Regions from separate parts of the Oryctolagus cuniculus genome. Here regions 2 and 3 are each linked to region 1. A link is a contact called in public Hi-C and Micro-C data. All regions are on one chromosome and are shown on one strand. Each heading gives the region's core, a stretch centred on a gene start, on an enhancer-like site or on the middle of the called end of the contact. The rest is flanking DNA. Distances are from core to core; before and after follow the strand shown.

Evidence for each region. Hi-C and Micro-C count contacts between places; a contact is called where the count stands out from the background.
Region 2: a Micro-C map of ear pinna shows a contact between it and region 1, with 6 times the contacts expected there. The contact joins two enhancer-like sites. A contact is called at or near these places in 3 of 6 Hi-C or Micro-C datasets (ear pinna, psoas muscle and skin fibroblasts).
Region 3: a Hi-C map of psoas muscle shows a contact between it and region 1, with 9 times the contacts expected there. The contact joins two enhancer-like sites. A contact is called at or near these places in 2 of 6 Hi-C or Micro-C datasets (psoas muscle and skin fibroblasts).

The regions. Positions count from the first base shown.
Region 1 is chr4:90,695,033-90,697,915 of mOryCun1.1, reverse strand. No RefSeq gene overlaps it. Among named protein-coding and RNA genes, the nearest start is that of TPRG1, 240 kb to the right of the region's middle. Within about 2 kb of position 1,530, at least 4 of the 8 cell types and tissues checked have an H3K27ac peak or open chromatin away from gene starts, as enhancers often do. A contact at or near this core is called in ear pinna, where this site is marked.
Region 2 is chr4:91,594,787-91,597,669 of mOryCun1.1, reverse strand. All of the region lies in intron 2 of LOC108177991 (a long non-coding RNA gene), which reads right to left. Among named protein-coding and RNA genes, the nearest start is that of LPP, 94 kb to the right of the region's middle. Within about 2 kb of position 1,354, at least 5 of the 8 cell types and tissues checked have an H3K27ac peak or open chromatin away from gene starts, as enhancers often do. A contact at or near this core is called in ear pinna, where this site is marked.
Region 3 is chr4:91,395,489-91,398,371 of mOryCun1.1, reverse strand. All of the region lies in intron 2 of LPP (LIM domain containing preferred translocation partner in lipoma), which reads left to right. Among named protein-coding and RNA genes, the nearest start is that of LPP, 110 kb to the left of the region's middle. Within about 2 kb of position 1,426, at least 4 of the 8 cell types and tissues checked have an H3K27ac peak or open chromatin away from gene starts, as enhancers often do.

The DNA.
Region 1 (2,883 bases), core at 281-2,780:
TGGGACTGGACCCTGTGTACGCTGAGTAGGGTAGGGATTCATGAAGACTAACATACGGTCCTTGTCTCTAAGAGGTAAATGAAAAATCATCACGTCTCTTCCCTTTGCTTCCTTTGTCAGCACCTTCCTTGGTGCTGCCTCTTAATCTCCCATGATAAAGATCTGGAGGTGACAGGAATAGCCCAGGGAGACCCAGGCCAAGAGGTAAGGCCCAAGTGGTCAACCATGGTGAGAGGCTGACGTAGGTCCTGCTGGAGAGTGGGACCAGCCTAGTTATATGAAGACAGACGAAGTGATTGGGCTTCCCACTCTGGGCAAGTATGGGAGCCAGTCTTGGGAGAGGTGGCCTCTGACCTCTAGGCAGAGGAGGCCAGTCACGAGGGTGGCTTACACCCAGGTCACTTGTAGCCCTCCTCTGACTAAGAGGATTCCTGCTCCCCCTTGCAGATTAAAGCACACGTGCTCCACACAGCCTGGGATGGCTTTGGCTCCTGACCTGGCCACTCATCAGCAGATGATTGTGAGCAAGTCACTTCCTCCCTGTTAGACTCCATTGCTACAGGGGCGCTGGAGAAATGAGCATAGGACTTTTCACTTTGCTTGTGCCGTCTGGATTCGGTCATCAAGTTCCTGAAAACACTTGGCAAACTGTGAGCACTAGGTGCGTGTGAGATGCTGACAGGAAGAAAAGTCTAAATTTGGCCCCCTCTATAGTTCCTCATAACAGAATTGTGCTGACATAGGACACAAAAGATTTGATGCTAACATAATTGCCAAGAAAAATGGGCACAGTTTCCATGCTGTGCAACTATTATCCCCATGATTGAGAATCAGCCGGCATGAGCAGGTTTTCCGGTGTGGGTAAGGGAGTAGGGAGGGGTAGGTGCTAAACCAGGAAAGGAGAGGGAATGCTCATCTGTCATACAGATCCACGCCTAGAGTCACTGGCACTGAAGTGAGACTTGTTTCAGGTGACCCTTCGATAAGGCAAAGGAGAGGAGGTCTCTTGGGCTGGACTGTGCTGATTCACCTTCGTGCTCTGTGCCACACTCCAGTGCCACATCCCAGCCTCAGTTTCTCCACCTGTAAAACGAGATACTATTTGTCCGCTGCCGGTTGAAAAGATCGAGGCTCTTCCCATCCATTAGATATGCATGAGATTTCTAAGGCTGGAGATGACTGGGGTAGGAAACAAGCTGTCGCCTCAGTCCTGGACTGAGGCCTCTTAACCCAGTTCTGGAATGCAGCACTGGGCGCTGGCGGGAGGGAGTGAGAGGATTCGTGTGCGTCAGTAAGTGTGCGTGCTTCTAAATGAATCACTTGGTATCTAGCAGGGCAGCACCTGCTCCTCAGTCTCCAACGGCAGCGCGAGCAACAAGATCATTCAAAAGCGGCCGCTTTCCATTCACGTCTATTATTAGAGCGCAGGCTGCAGCGGTGCTGGAGCTGCAGGCGGAGGCTGGGAGGTGGGGGTGGGAAGGGGGAGAGGGGGAGGACTCGGGGCGGGGCCGAAACTCCCTGGCCCCGCCCCCCGCCTCCCAGGGCGGGAGTCGCCAGAGTGCTCCTGTCCACCCCACACCCACCCTCTATCCCTGCTGTGTCTTGGGGTTGGCTCTGCTCACTGCAGGATTCCTGGACGACGGGCCCTCCGAACCCTCACTTGGGATGGCTCTGGTGCAGTCAGTAAGCACCTTTAGTGCTGTGCCTCCAGCAGGGCAGCTATATTTAGAGTGGCAACCCTCCCCGCCCCGCAGGCCCGGGCCCCGCCCTCTGCTAGCCCGCTCGCTCCGCCCCGCTCCAGCCGCCCCTCCCAGCCACCTCTCCCTCTTTGTCGCATTACATAGTAATCTGAGATGCATTGGATGAGCTCCAGGGAACAGAATGTACTTGGCAGAGACACGGGGCTTGATGTCTGCAAAATGTCGGAAACGCAGCCAAGAGCTGCTAACTGGGTCATTAACCTCCAAAAGCAAAGCGAAGACTGTAGGCCCGCTCTGCCTCCCTTCATCTCGCCAATAAAAGTGCCTCAGTGTGAGGGAAGAAAAAGCCCAAGGTTGGCGGCTTTGATTTCTAGGCACCAAAGGCAGGCCCATTCCTTCCTCCCGGCCGGGCCCCAGCCCCTCCGCGCCACCCCTGCGCCGCATCACGGTTTACAAGTGGCCTTTGAAGGCCCAGCAGCCCCACAGGGCCACACTGGCACCTCTGTAAAGACGTGACCTGACAGCCTGGCCTGCCCTACACACGGCCTTGGGCCTGCTTCCCTGGGTCTGAGGAGAGAGGGGTGGGGGGAGCCGGGGTGTAGGGAGGATGGGTCACCTGCCAAAGGAGAGGATCTTAGCCATCCCTAGCCTCACTCCTTCACCCTCTCCTCCTCCTCTTCCTTCTCCTCCTCCTCCACTACCTCCTCCTCCCATCACCCCTCCCCTCTACCCTCTTTCTGTCTTCTGCGCCTTCTGAGAGTAGCCTGGGAGGTTAGTGCATAAATACATGGCCCGACTCCAGGAGACTTCAGTTGAGTGGCAGCTCTGTCACTCACGAGGTGACCTTGGGTGAGTCACTCACTTCTCTGCTCTTTAATTCCCTGATTTCTTAATTGTTCACCCTAATAACACCTTCCTGACCTACCACAAGACACAGTGAGATCCCAAGGGGAAAGTCTCTGACTGCTTGACCCTTACCCCTCTGAGAGTCTCATGGTCTGAGTTCCTCTGACCTTGTGTGAACTCCTGGAAAATACGAATAATAATGGGCTCACCAGGGAGCTTCAAAGATTTGAATAGTTGCCAGGGGCTAGCCCCTCAAATCCACCCCCAACAAGTTTTCCAACCCTGTTGGATTGCCTAACAGTCACTTCCCCTAATGTTCAAATCCTCTTCTGCAGTG
Region 2 (2,883 bases), core at 105-2,604, 900 kb before region 1:
TTACCCGTCTATTTCTGTTAAGTGGAATTTCTCCCTCCTCTCCACTCTGAGAGCCTTTTTCCTGCTGCTCTTAGAGCTCTGACTGTGTCCTCTTGCATTTTGATCATTGCGTGCTCACCTCTGGATGGCTGACTCCTCAGAGTAGGAGTCCGTTCCCCACGACTCACTCCTCTTGGTGCCCCCCGGGAGCGCCGTGATGACTGACCCATTGGGGTGACCTGCAGCTGCTGGACAGCCTGCCTTGAGGGACCAGGGTCCTGGTCACTGGAGGGGCCCAGGCTGGCTGAATGCCACCAAGTTCACTGTAAGAGGTGGCTTCAGCTGTGGGCAGACGGCTGCACTGGCTGCCCCGTTTCCCTGGGGTTCCAGGTTTCATGGGCTTCGAGTCTAGGAAGGGTCAAAGTAAAAGGCTGCTTGCTGCCCCCCCATCTCAAGTTCAAGGCGATCTCTTAGGGATCTGTGCTTGAATGCTCTCCGCCTCACAGGCTAAGGAAAGGCCCTCTCTCTGAAGCTGATGAGTGCCTCCTGTCCTTGCCCAGGGAGTGTTCTGTGTCGCCTGCCGGGCAGGCGCTCTTTTTCCCCTGTTGTCTTGTAGTCTCCCAAGCCCTCTGGCCCGCGTGGACAGGTGAGAAGACAGAAGAGACTCATCCTTCTCCTGTAAGGGTCTCAGTGGCTCCTGCTCTGTCCCGGGAGGTGGAGAAGGCACGCACACCAGGCTGCTTCTTCCCACTCTCTGTGTCCTGCCTTTCTGCGCTGGACAGGATCTTGGTGCTGAGAGCTCTGAAGTCACAAGGGGGAGAGACAAGGGTGTGGAGCAAGGAAGGAGGTTGGAGACGGATCCCCTTCCTTGTGCATTCTGCAGGGAAAAGCGAGAGAATTTGCCTTGTGTCTGTTTTCTGGGTAATTCAGCGTCAAATAGCAATGAGGCCTTGCCAAGTCTTTGTTTGGTTTTCTTTTTTTCCTTTTCCTTCAATCAGCCCCGGGGCCATGGGCAGCGGGCGAGCATGGCAGGGGCAGGGGCTGCACACACCCCGGGGCTGCCGGGGGTGAGGGGGAATGCTGAGCCTGCAGACTGGTCCATTGAGAGCTCCGGCTCATAGAGGAGGGGCGGGGGCACCCCAGCCTCCCGCCACAAGGGCAGCTCTGTCCTGTGGGCACACAGCTCCGTCCCAGCCCCACTGGCTGGGAGAGAACAACATTGCCTTATAAGGCCCCAGCCGCCTTGCCAAGGCTGGACGGCTCCGACAGACTGTAGCTTTCCATTCTCCTGGCCCGCTCCAGTGCAGGCCTTGAATGCAGCCCTTGTTGTCAGGCCCCTCCTCTCCTCCTCAGCCCCCACCCCACCCACTGCTGCTCCCTGCCAGAGCCGGCCCCGCGGGAGCAGGGTAAACAGCACAGAAGCCTCTCCTGCGCTGGGCCTACTGCCACTCCGGCCTGCTGGCGGCAGCACAGGGTAGCAGAAAGCCTTGGGCGCAGGGTTCCGGCTGGGCCGGGCCGGTGTAGGAGGCTTCAGAAAGGGCCTCAGTGCTCGGAGCCTGTTTCCTCACCTGGAAAATGGACGTCTAACAGCCACAGGGTCCAAATTCCTTGCCTCGCATTCAGATCCCTTCCCAGCAAAGAGGCAGCCTAACTTTGCGGCTTAACCTGCGTTCTATCCCCAAAGCCAGGTCCCCACAAGCTCTTCCCCCCATCCCCAGTGACAGGGTGCTCACCTGTTCCCTGCTCATGATCTCCTTCCCTCAGTGGCTCCTGTGTACCTGCCCTGGGAACTCCTCCTGGAGGCCTGCCAGGATGCATGTGCACCCCTCTCACGGCTCCTCTCGTGGGCAATGGCATTGACTTGTTCCCCTGCCCCTGTTCTCCATCAGGTGCTGAGCCCTTCAAGGCTCACGTGGTCTCCTCGTTCTCTTTGCAGCCCTGCTCTGCCACCGTCTAAGCCATGCGCCACGAAAGACCCTGTGCAAACGCCTCAGTGAGCACTGCTGACTAAGCTCCAGAGACAACTCTTGTGCAACCACATCCCAAGCTAAAAGGCGCTGTCCACCTGTGAAAGGCACAACTGTACCAAGCTGCTCTCCACACCCGTTGTTGCGCCATCGCAACCTGAAGTGGTTAACGCTGTTCACCTTGGCAGTCCTCATCCTTAGAAGCCCAGTGTTGGGGCTAAAAGGAATGTATCTAACTTCCTGCACATTGTAGAGTCTGTAGAAGCCATCTGACTGCACAACGGATAAATGGAGGGGCCCTGAGTCCGCAGCCCCATCTCTTTCACCATGTGCACCTGCTAGGTGCCCACTGCATCCTCAGAAAGAAGGAAACACCCAGAGGCTAAAGGAGTTGCGAGCACCATGCTCACTCCAGTCTCAGCATTTGACAGTTGCAAAAACTGAGCTCCTTGAAAGAGCGGTGGCTTTCCCAGTAGCTCCCAAGTCAGTAACAACTTGGGTCGTCCTGGGGTGCATGACTCTTACCCACTAACGTCCTTGTCCCCACCTGGTTGCCCTGCTTAAGACGGTGTGATGATGAGTGAAATCGCATGTCTTGTCAAGCTGAATTCTGGGTCTGGGAAGCCCTGCGCTCCAGGTAAAGAATTTCACTCTGTACTGAAACACCGCTTTCTGGAATAAGATTCTGGAATAAGATTCTGCAAATGATCAGGTCAGTGATTTGCAAGCGCAGCACAGATAAGGAGAGTAGTGAAACCTTCCCCTACTCCCCACAACCCCAGCAGCAGTCACGAGGGGGAGACTTATCTCGGGGTGGAACTCCTCGTTCCCCATGCACACTCTCATTTTCTGGGAGACGATGTTTGTAGGACAAAGCCCCCAGGATCATGCACTCTATTCTAACACTTCCTGCCGCAAAGCCAAATTCAATGCAGAA
Region 3 (2,883 bases), core at 177-2,676, 700 kb before region 1:
GTGCCCTGGGAGGCCAGGTGTGCTGTTTGTGCACTGGAGTGGGCTTCCTGGGGAAGGTGGTGTCCTAGGCCTTGCGAGGCCTTTCAGACTTCAATAAACAAAAGGAGAGAGACCCGAGACAAAGGGAACCGCATGGGCATAAACATATGTGGAGAGTTTGGGAGTGGCCGGCTGAGTCGGGAGGGGCATGGAGGTGAGACATCTGTATGGAATCAGCGAGGCGTCCCGGGCGCCCCTATACCGTTTGGGACTTTTCTCCAAGCAGAAGGGAACGATTACCGTGGGGGTTTGGAGAAGGGCTGTGATAGGATTACTCTGGGGTGTGTGTTTTGCTTTTCCTTTCTAAATTTCAGAGTCTTTTCAGGAACTGTGAGGCAGCCTTACCTCTGGGAGTGTGCACTGCCTGCCTTTTCCTCTCCTTTCTAGCCGGGCTTGGCTCTTTCTGGCGCTTCTGATGATGAGCAGTGGCAGAGCGAGCTCCTCGAGCGGGAGCGCGGGCCCGTGGGCCTGTTCCTCCTGGCTCGCCCTTCCCTTTCTCTCCTCCTCTGTCTCTCTCACCACCCCCAGCAGCAGCACTCCCCTCCCTAAAATAAATAAACCCGCCGCAGCAAAAGGTTCCAAGCACATTAGTCACATATCCCAGAAGTTTAATACAGAATTATTTTGACAGTGAGAACAAGAAGTGTTTTCTAGTTGAACGCACAGAACTTGCTTATTCCAACTGGGCTTTCTGCCGCACAGACAGATGATATGTTTTTAGATGGATCGGCTGTGCAGTGCAGGAGTCTGTGTCACTGCCCTTGGATACATAACAAACTGCTCACTACCAAAAGTGGCTGGGGAGAAGATATGAAATGGGGGGGGGAGGAGGAGAGAGATCACGTTCTCATTTCGAGCATAATGTTCTCACTAACAACTTTCATAAGTCACACAGAGATTTCTACGTGTTTATTTATTTATTTGGCTGCCTCTGGAGCCATAAAGTCCCCTTTTAAAACCGGGCTTATGCATGCTCTGACGATGAGCACAGAGCGAGTTATTGCAGTGCGGGTGGCTCTCCAAGCATTCCAGTTGAATAGCTCTTCCAGAAATATTTCTTGACTCACTTATTTAGCACTTTCTTTTGTTGTTACTGAGCAGATTAAAGAATTTTCCCTGCCCTTTGGCCAGGCCCACGGAGCTGTTGTGGATTGGCTTATATCCCCATTTCACAGGTAAAGAAAGGTAGAACAGTGGAGAGATTTTCTTTCTTTCTTTTTTTAACCTGGGGTGCCACAAAGCACCTGCAGGGTCAAAATAAATGTGTGTTCCTCCATCCCCCACACCACCTAACTTCTTCAGGGTCCCTTACTGCTAAGCAAAAAGACTGTTTTTGAGCGACAGTTTACCTGGGAGTGCAGACCTGGAGGCCAGCCTGATGGAGGCCATATCCATTCCTGGGATATGTGCCCTGCTGAGGATCGCCAGCCTTGTCTGGGGCTGGGCTGCCCTGCCTGATTGAAGTGAATGCCCTTTGGAGCTGTCTTAGACAACTCTGATGGTTTCTGGGTAGCTCTGACAGCAACCTCTGTTAGTGCAGGCATTGGCTGGCTGCGTGACCTTGGCCGTGACTTCATTCGGCTCAGTGTTTTCAGATGTTTTTCTTTTGTGGGAGTACTTTTTTAAAAGATTTATTTATTTATTAGGAAGGCAGAGAGAGAGGGAGGGAGGAAGGGGGGAGAGAGAGGGAGAGATCTTTTATCTTTGTTTCATTCCCATAATTAACACACTGGCTGGGGCTAGGCCAGGCCAAAGCCAGGAGCAAAGAGCTTAGAACACCATCTGGGTCTCTGATGTAGGTGACAGAGGCCCACTTGGGCCATCTGCTGCTGCTTCCCCAGGCTAATTAGCAGGGAGCTGGATCAGAAGAGGAGCAGCCAGGACTGGAACCTGTGCCCATATGGGATGCCGCCGGCACAGGTGGTGGTTTAACCCACTGCACCAAGAGTGCTGACCGTTGCTCTTTAAAAATGTCGCAGGAAGACCCAGCAGGCATCCACATAGTGCTGAGCTCTCTCCCCAGAAGCTCTAATTCTATGCCTCTGTGGAACCCACTTAGAGACCCACTGCAGGGGCCCTGATGACCTGAGCTTGGCCTCCTGTCCACATTTTGCCTCTCTGTACATCCTTAAAGTGGAGACAGTGGCGGTCTTACAGGTCAGGAAGATGGGCCCCCTGGGTACCAGACCTTTGCTGGTTACTAAAGTCGGCCTTGGCAGAAGGCCTGCTAGCTCCGTCAGCAGGTGCAGCTCTTCTCAGGGCTCTCGCCGGGCCCTTACACCTGTGTCTGGGTGCCCGGCAGCCAGCGTCATTATTCAGCACTCTGTGCTGACAGCATTGTTAGGCACATCTCACCACCATCACTGGCCCTGGAACCACAGCCTATTCTCCAGGAACATTTATGAGGAGAATCTCATGGCCTTGTGCTATTTCTAAGGCAGTTTTCTGTAAAGTGCGGAGTGAGTTTGCTTTATAAGGGGAGGGCCATTTCTCATTCCTCCTGTGATATTTATTCTGCACCAGCCTTCTTGGGACACTCTGCTGCTCCCCAAAGAAGGTTCTGACCTTTAAGAGCATCCCTTATTTACATTTCACATGGCCAGTCCGTTCCTAAAGAACTTTTACCAGCTAAGATCTCATTTGAGCCTCGAAATAATTCTGAGGCCAGGGAAACTCAGCAAGATTGTATGTGAACGGCGAAGTTCATAGTGCGGTTGAGAATTGTGAGGATTTGAACCTAGGCTCTCTGCCTCACGCCATTGCCCCAAACTATTCATTTTCCTTGCACCAGGAGTTGTGAATGGATATGCTGTTGGTGGGCACCGCTTGCTAAGTGTTGGCTTG